Regions from separate parts of the Mus musculus genome. Here regions 1 and 2 are each linked to region 3. The links are chromatin contacts, called in public Micro-C and promoter capture Hi-C maps. All regions are on one chromosome and are shown on one strand. Each heading gives the region's core, a stretch centred on a gene start, on an enhancer-like site or on the middle of the called end of the contact. The rest is flanking DNA. Distances are from core to core; before and after follow the strand shown.

Region 1 (2,700 bases), core at 198-2,697, 530 kb before region 3:
GAGTAGTTATTACAAGAACTATGTAACATCAATGCTAAAACATTTGTGATGTTTATATATATTTATAGTAGTAACATTTGGCTACTCCCATAGTTTAAGGACTATATTTGATTATGTTCAAGGACTCAGTGCTTGCTTGGGTAGATACTTGGTGTGATGAGGTCCTCAGTACAATTTCTAGCACCATACACATTTAAAATATATAGTATATAAATTAATTATGTTAAATATTTAATATATAAATTAATTAAATATATAATAATATATAGCATATAATATGTATTATATATAACGTGGGAACAAAAGTGTTATAGTTCATATTCACATAATTGATATTATACTTAGATGGTATAAAGCCTACCACTGAAAGATTTAATGAAAAATTAGGAAAACCTTAAATATTAATAAATGGATAGCTACATATTAGTAGAAACACTCATTACGTAGCACATCTTTTAGCCATTAAAACTATGAGTCAACTCAAACCTTCAAGCAGGTTTAAGAAATAAAAAGTGAAAAAAAGTTGCTCAAATGAAATATATTTACTCACAAAATTATTCTTGGTTTTGGTATTTGTGATTTTTATTTACCAGAAAAATTCTACACAGTGAGCCCCTAAGAATGGGATGGGGCAAGCACTGGAAGATTTAATGTTCCCCCCTCTTCCTGGGTTATTTTGATTTCTCTAAAGAATATGAATTTGTTTGGGGCAGTGGTGGCACACGCCTTTAATCCCAGTACTTGGGAGGCAGAGGCAGGCGGATTTCTGAGTTTGAGGCCAGCCTGGTGTACAGAGTGAGATCTAGGACAGCCAGGGCTACACAGAGAACCCTGTCTTGAAAAACCAAAATAAAATAAAAAAAAAATAAAAGAATATGATTTGTGACTTCCCAGAAGCATGCAGATCCTTCTGTACGGCGTTTCTAACGTGAAAAAGGAGCCTAGTGCCCAGAAACTCTGCTTAAATGTTACACAGGGATCACCATGCAAATGCTGCAGGGGCCCAAATTCCCTCAGCTCCGCAAGTTAAATTCCATCCAAAGCAAGGCAGAGGTCTGAGCGCTATGCAGGGGCGCCCCCTTCTGCAGTGTGCTGGGGTGTGCTGTTGGAGGGAGGGGTGACTAGAGGAGAAAAGAATCTATCATCAAGGCCAGCTCTGACCACACGGGGGTGACAGTGCCTAGGCTTTACCCCACACTCCCAGCTCAGGGAAATGCCTCCAGCAAAGAAGCCAACCTTCTGGCTGCGGTGGCTGAGGCTGCTGCTGTTGCTGCTGCTGTTCAAGCTGTTTCTTCCGTTTGGCTTCTAGGACTGGGTTTTCATATTGCGTCTTCCTGTTGATGTGGCTGGGAAGAAAGGAAAGCAGTTCTCAGGGAGGAAATACTCATTCTAGCAAGAAAAGGCCGGGCAAATCGATTAGTTGAGGCACAGCAGAGGGTCTGGAGTGGATATGCAGATAGACATAAACACAGCTCCCATTATGGCTGTGTATGTGCAGTGAGACCTAGGGTGTGGTTGGAATGCATCTTACTAGAAATCCCTAGCAAATGTCCTGAGGCAAATAGCTTTACTCACCAGCGGAAAGCCCTTGTTTACAGGGAACCTGTTCCCAGAGCCCCAGTGAATGCTGGAGCCCAGGATAGCGTCCAATCCAATATGAATATGGTTTTCCCTCTGCATCTGTACACACCTATGACCCAGTTTAACTTATAAAACAAGCACAGCAACAGATCAACAGCAACAATTCACTGTAGCCCTCAGTAGTTTCCACATATGATTTATTTCCTTAGCCACTTAAAGGAACTTCTGCCTGCCTCTTCAGCACGTTCCAATTGCCCACGCTGTGACCTTTGTGCTCTGGGCCTATCAGGAAGTTAAATAAGGGACATTTGAACACAGTGTATGACAGTGTATGACACTGTGACAGCTGACCTTGTAACTGAGCTGGCCACCAAGTGACTGATTGACAGGCAGTGCATAAAGCTTAGCTGCACTGGATGAGGGGTGCTTTGTGGCCTAATCTCCATGGAGCAGCAAGGAAAGAGACCTTACCGTGCCCTGAATGACACCCAACTTGAAACTTAAATTTTATTTATTTTTTTCTAAAGTTTTCTATGCCATTTTTTTTTTCAAGCAACAATTCACCTTGAGTATGTGAAGCATGTAAGTGTGGACACAATAGTATTTCATGTGGGGATGAGAAGTACGCCTCTGTGTAGTTCTCTTTGTGTGGCATTATTAACTAGTATGCTCACTCAGCTATGCTTGCTTTTGAATTCAAGGGCTTGAGCCAGTGACTCTACCCCTATTTCAAAGCTAGCATCTGAGAGGGGGGGGGTACATTAAATTCACCAAGAAGTACACTCTGAATTACTAAGAATTAAGAGTCAACTGGAGCTGGGATGTTGTCTGTGGTCTACAATAGCAAAACTCTTGAATGGCTTTACATAGCAAGGTATGGAGAAGCCTAAGGGTGAAGTCAAAAGGACTCCACTAACATCTGTCAATTATGGCAACCCAATGAATGACCAAGAGGAAAGACCAAATTCACAGCCTATAGGCAATGATAGTTCTAAGGTAGTTAAACTATGTGAATGCAATGTATTTAAAGTGACAAAGATCCAGACATTTTAGATGACTCTGTCACTAGTAAGGCCGGGCAAGCACACGCACTTACCCCCACAACGCACACACATCAAC
Region 2 (2,700 bases), core at 71-2,570, 720 kb after region 3:
AGAGAGAGAGAGAGAGAGAGAGAGAGAGAGAGAGAGAGAGAGAGGAGGCAGAGGGGGAGGAGAGGTGGAGGTGGAGGGGAAGAGGGAGGGAGCATGCATGGCCCTGTTTTGCTGGCATGTATGGCCATGCACCGTGTATGCAGTGGTGTCTGAGGAGGCCAGAAAGAGCACTGGATCCCTTAGCACTGAATTTATAGTTAGTTGTGAGACACCATGTAGGTGCTAGGAATTGGGTTCACCCTCGTCTTCTGGAAAAGCAGCTAGTGTTTTAACTGTTAAGCCATCTCTCCAGTCTTTAGACTTACTATTTCAGCTAAGAAACTCCCATGGCCTTGGTTGCTAATGTTGTAATAGTTGGGGTTAGTAGCTCTAGGATAATACCTCCTCATGGTTCAGCAAACAGAATCGTTCACTCCTGCAAGGTCAAAGGCAAGTCAATGAGGATTTGCTCTGTTCAGTTAGGGAATCAGGCTCTCTTCATGGAAACAGGTGGCTTCAGGTCACAACAGCAGTGAGGAGAATGGAGACTAGCCCTGGTTCTTAGATGTTGGTTCTTACTTCCATACGCATTTCCTAGGCTGGGAATAGTTATACAGTTCCATTTTACCAAAGGGAAAAGAATAGCAAATTTTTGTTTCTCGGACCACACTCCCACAAACATGGGTGTAGCACAAGGGCATTCTGGGTCATTAGAAGACAAGACTCTAACACATAATCTCATTACTTGAGTCACACTGAAGTATGAAAGGCAGGCAGAACATACTAGTGGCTTATGAATTCACCTCCCTTATAGCAATCAATTAAAATACAAAGGCAGACCTCATGAACGTAATGATCCAAAAATACTGACCACCTGCTTTGGCTATAAAGTTTCCCAGATTGGAAGTTGAAATTGGATTTTTTTTTTCCTTTCCAGGGCATTTTGTAGGCGTCTATTGGCTCAGTGTCAGAATAGCTGGACCTCCAATAAAATGAATACAAATATTTGTGAGGTTCATTGCCTGCCGCTTGGCAGCAGGTCAGAGCTGGCCCCTAGAGAACACGTGCTCTGCAGGCACGTGGCAAGTCTGACTTGCATGGTTCAGTGAGCCAATGGGGACTGTCACTCTGGAAAAATCCACAAAGTTTAGCCCCCATTAAATCATATTGACAGCTTCTTGTTTCCCTGTTTGTCGTATTTAAGACACAGCATTTCTTGATTCCTATGGTGGTTAATCTTGTCAACTTGACAGGAGGTGAAATTACTTTGGTACCCTAAAAAGAGGTGGCACTATTCCACGGGCTGAGCTCTGAAACTGAACAGAGAGAGAGCAAACATTCATCGATGTGTGTATGTGGACTGCACATACAGTGTGACAAGCCATTTCCCCAGTTCTTGCTGCCCTCACCATGGACACACACACACAAACACACACACACACACACACACATACACACACACACACACACACACGTGCTGTAGCCTTCTTTGTAAGAATGTCTCAAGTTCTAATGTGAAAATACCCAGGGACGGTAGGAAAGTGCTGATTCTTATCTCAAGGGCTGGCCTAGGTCCTACAAGCCTGTTTCCCCAGTTCAGCTGCTGAAGTCTTTAAGAACTGCCCCAGAGCTACTGTTTCTGTCTTGCCCCTTTAGCCTTGAGCACTTTCTTTGCAGCTGGGCTTTCTAAAAACCAGAGATGTGAAGATACAAAAGCCTGGCCCGCCAGCATCAGTGAGACAAAATCGTAGCATAGTGAGTTTCTGCCTCCTAATTCCCTAGTAGAGAGGTTTATGCCTGAGGGAGGCTTTGTCTGGAATCTCGTTTTTTTCCTCTACCTTCCCCTCTCATAAAGATTTCTCCAGAGACAGCTGCTTTGTCTTTCCCAGGAAACCTTGCCTTGGGATTCTGGAAGACCTGTGCAACAAACACATTCTCAGGCCACATTTTGGGAAACAGATCTAAGAGTGATGCAGAAGAGCTTAAGCAAGATGGTGCTGGACTTTGGGTCAAATAGACCAGGCTTCAAACAATGTGATGCCCAGTTCAAGCTAGGCTCAGATAAATGCTCTTTAGCAATATTAACTCATTATACATTCATGATAACTTTGAAAGAAGAAAGCTCTGTTTTGCAAAAAGAACTGAGAGATCAAACGAAGCATTCAAAGCAATCCAGTTTAAAAGTAGCAAAGCTGGGGACCGAGTCTCCTTATTCTGGGTCCACAGTAGTGAGTTCAATTGGTAAATGGCTAGTTTCTGCTTTTGTAACAGCAGGCTGTCATTTTCCTGACCTTCAATTCCTGATGTATAAAACAGGGAATGTAAATAGCTACCTTCAGAATTACTCAAGGATTAAATGAGGTAGTTATATTAAGTGCCCAGTAAGGAGCTGAGCAAATGCTGGGTGTATTGCTCAGCACATTCAACTCATTTCTTTGGTACTCGGTAGCATGTGAACCTCACCTCTGCCACTGAGAAGTCAGATTTCAAAGACAACTGGTCGACCAGTTCTTTGGTTCCCAGCCTCAGTTCAAGCCTGTTCACTTCTAGAGAGATGGAACGCTTTGACCATTCTTGTAACCCTATTAGATGAGGTTTCTGACCCTTTACTAGAGGAGGTTAATTGAGTCCAAGTTAAGTCCAGGCATGCTAACATTTCTCTCTTCAAAAGATGATGGGTGGTACCTGAAATAGGAGGGGGAAAAATTCCTGAAGGACAGC
Region 3 (2,700 bases), core at 36-2,535:
CACTCTCCAGTTCAGGGAAACAGGCAGTGGCAAGCCACCAGCTCCGTGAGCTCATCCATCCCGTAAGGGGCTGGGGGAAGCGTCCACCTTAGCCTCCCTCAGTTCCCCATCTGCCTTAAGGTGAAGGCGAGGCTGCGCAGCACTAGGTGGCTACGACCTAGAAGTTGGCAAACCAGACCTGGGAAGCATCTCCCCGCTTCCCGGCGCAACCCCGGCCCCAGCCCGCCACGCAGGTGGGCGCACAGCCCACAACCTCACAACTTTGAGTGCATCTGGTCCGGGCCTCAACTTTGGCTCACAGCACTCGGAGCAAACGGCGCCCCCTCAGGCCTCCCCTCTTTTTCGGGGTGCGCCCCCCAAAGGCACGCCCCGTCTTACCTTGTCTGACGGCTTTGAAGGTGACGGCCTCCTTGCAGCTGTCGATGACTCCCAGCACGTCATAGCGGGGCAAGCCGGACACCCGGACCCCCTGCACCTCCAGCAGCAGCTCACCTTCGGCCAGCTTCGGCCCCTCGCCACCGCCGGGAAGCCCCGCCGCCTCGGCCGCCGCCACCGCCCCCACGTACGGAAACTCCCCATGCTCCGCGCCCCCCAGGACCGTCACCCCCAGCTCGCCCTGGGGTCCCCGCTTCACGGTGCACTCGTGAACGCGGCCAGTCCAGTGGTTCTTCTTCTGGATCACTTTCGACATGATGAGTTACAGCCCCTCCTCGAAAACAAAATTCAAATTAAAGAAAAAAAGAAAAAGAAAAGAAAACTGCTAAAACGAGAGACAGGTGCCCCCACAGCACGAGCCCCCGGAGCGGCGGGCTCACGGGAGAAGCATCTCTCGGAGCGCGGGAGCGAGCTACTCGAGCCTCCTCGCCCGACTCTCTCGCGCTCTCAAGCCATCATAAAACAAACTTTCCGGGCTCCGTGAAGAGCCCTGCACGGGCGCCCGCGAGCTTTGTTTGCATTCCGGTGCCTCCGGGTCCGCGTTCCGGCGCCGACCGCGCTCCCGGGACCAGAGTCCACTCCGGCGCCGCCCGGGCCCGCTCTCCGCTCCGCGGCTCTCTCCACACACGCCGCGCCTGCTCCGCGCCGGCCGGCCGCTCCTCAGCGCGAGGGAAGCCCTTTCCAAGCTAGTTGCCGGGAGCCCTGGAGACGCGACGGCGCGGGGCGGGGGTGAGGGGACGCGAGGGAAGTGGCCGCGGCCCCTTTAAGCAGATACAAAGGCTCGGCTTGTTTTGTTACAGTTCATTCTACTCCGCGCGGCGGAGCGCAGCGGCCGGCTGGAGAGGAGACGCGCGCGCATGCGCCCGGCGGCCGCCCGCGGGCAGGCCCGCCCCACCCCTCCTCCTGGAAGGGAGAGATTCCAACGCGCCTCCCGCGGGGTCCTAGGGCCGACCCTTCATTGACGCCAACTTGCTCCTCTCCCTGCACCCCTAGAATTCCTCCTCTTGCAGTGTGGTCGGCTCAGCCAGAGCCTTTTGGGGGAACACGTGTGCTTGCCCGACTCCAGCTCTCGAACTTTTGGAACACAGAGAATTTGGCTTTGGTGTTTGCAAATCGTTTCAAACAGGTGGGGGCTGGGAGACCAATTCAGCGCGGGGCTCACACTCTTGCTGCCTACCCGGGTCCCTCCTCGTCCTCCGCTAGTGCCTGGCCACGCCATCGCTCACGCGCCTTCCGCCACATTTCCGCGCCTGCTCCCCGCCCAGGGGTTCAAGTCCACATGCGGAGCCTGGCTCTTGTCTCTGTGACCCTGAGGACCCGAATCAACAAGACCCACACACCCTCTGCATCCCTGTCCGCGCCCACCAAACGCACCTACACATACGCTCCCATCGTTAAACTTTGGGGCCAACTTTTTAGGACAAGGAAAAAACTGCCAGCGAGCGAGAAAAGCCAAAGCTAGCGTGGCCTTTTTACCTAAGACTTCTCGCTGGCCTCTCATTGTCCTTCCAGCAAAGGGGGCGGCGGTGGCCAGCCCCCTTTGGCTTCTAGGAGAGCCGAGAAACCTAAGCACTGCTTTGGGGAGTAAAGATCACCGCAGGGTGCGGGTCCTGCACAAGCGTGGGCGAGCCGGCCACCTCGGAATTCGCCGCCCAGAGGCGGGGTCCAGTAATCGGGGCACTGGTGAGGCCGGGACAGAAAGAACAGCCCCCACCGCCAAGAAGCCAGTGCAGTGGTGGCCCTAGCGGTTTTGTTTATTTTTCAGTGGTTTCCAATGAGTTCCTCTTTGGTCACGGACTTGAGAATCTACTAGATAAAAGGAGCTGAGTTGGAGCCACTCAGAGAGATGAGGATGTCACTGAGGTGGGTCGAGAGGATAGGTCTGAAGTTCAGATTCCGCAGGCATCTTAAGTACAACATTAAGTGAAGACCTTCCACTTGCCAAGGCTGGAGGAATACAATCACTCCCACCCCCACCCCCACCCCCTCCTCCACCCCCACCCCCACCCCACCCCACCTCACACACAGAGTTGTTAGAAATAATACATAGGCACTGGAAACTTGCAAAGTAAATAATTTATGGTGGCATATAAAATTTCACAGTCTGATAACTGGGGGGGGGGGGGGTGTCAGAGTCCTTAGTGGTTGGGGTTGTAATCCCCTCTCTAGAACATAAGCATACATTTAAGCTCTTCAAGCCCTGTTTCTAGAGAGCTATTCTAAGTTAATAAGAATGAGGGCCTGGCGTTTTACATCTGTAATCCT

Evidence for each region. Promoter capture Hi-C pulls out the DNA fragments that hold promoters and counts their contacts. Hi-C and Micro-C count contacts between places; a contact is called where the count stands out from the background.
Region 1: a Micro-C map of embryonic stem cells shows a contact between it and region 3, with 2.7 times the contacts expected there. The contact joins the enhancer-like site here to the promoter of Magi1 in region 3. A contact is called at or near these places in 5 of 39 promoter capture datasets (the 3T3-L1 cell line, 3T3-L1-derived adipocytes, cranial neural crest and 1 more), 9 of 484 Hi-C or Micro-C datasets (the N1E-115 cell line, embryonic fibroblasts, embryonic stem cells and 5 more) and 2 of 115 datasets of contacts at active chromatin or transcription factors (astrocytes and embryonic forebrain).
Region 2: a contact with region 3 is called in a promoter capture Hi-C map of liver, with 3 times the contacts expected there. The contact joins the enhancer-like site here to the promoter of Magi1 in region 3. A contact is called at or near these places in 5 of 39 promoter capture datasets (the 3T3-L1 cell line, hippocampal neurons, liver and 1 more), 4 of 484 Hi-C or Micro-C datasets (all in embryonic stem cells) and 1 of 9 other capture datasets (liver).

Annotation. Positions count from the first base shown.
Region 1 is chr6:93,756,419-93,759,118 of GRCm38.p6, forward strand. Magi1 (membrane associated guanylate kinase, WW and PDZ domain containing 1) reads right to left here. Exons shown (of 24, transcript NM_001029850.4): 9 at 1,237-1,346. Among named protein-coding and RNA genes, the nearest start is that of Gm23035, 36 kb to the right of the region's middle. Within about 2 kb of position 1,448, at least 78 of the 459 cell types and tissues checked have an H3K27ac peak or open chromatin away from gene starts, as enhancers often do. A contact at or near this core is called in 3T3-L1-derived adipocytes, embryonic stem cells and trophoblast stem cells, where this site is marked.
Region 2 is chr6:94,998,216-95,000,915 of GRCm38.p6, forward strand. No RefSeq gene overlaps it. Among named protein-coding and RNA genes, the nearest start is that of 4930511E03Rik, 56 kb to the left of the region's middle. Within about 2 kb of position 1,321, at least 14 of the 459 cell types and tissues checked have an H3K27ac peak or open chromatin away from gene starts, as enhancers often do. A contact at or near this core is called in liver, where this site is marked.
Region 3 is chr6:94,282,632-94,285,331 of GRCm38.p6, forward strand. It overlaps Magi1 (membrane associated guanylate kinase, WW and PDZ domain containing 1), which reads right to left and starts at 1,286. Exons shown (of 24, transcript NM_001029850.4): 1 at 379-1,286. The coding sequence starts at 691. Gm31661 (a long non-coding RNA gene) reads left to right here and starts at 1,290. Exons shown (of 5, transcript XR_377886.4): 1 at 1,290-2,298.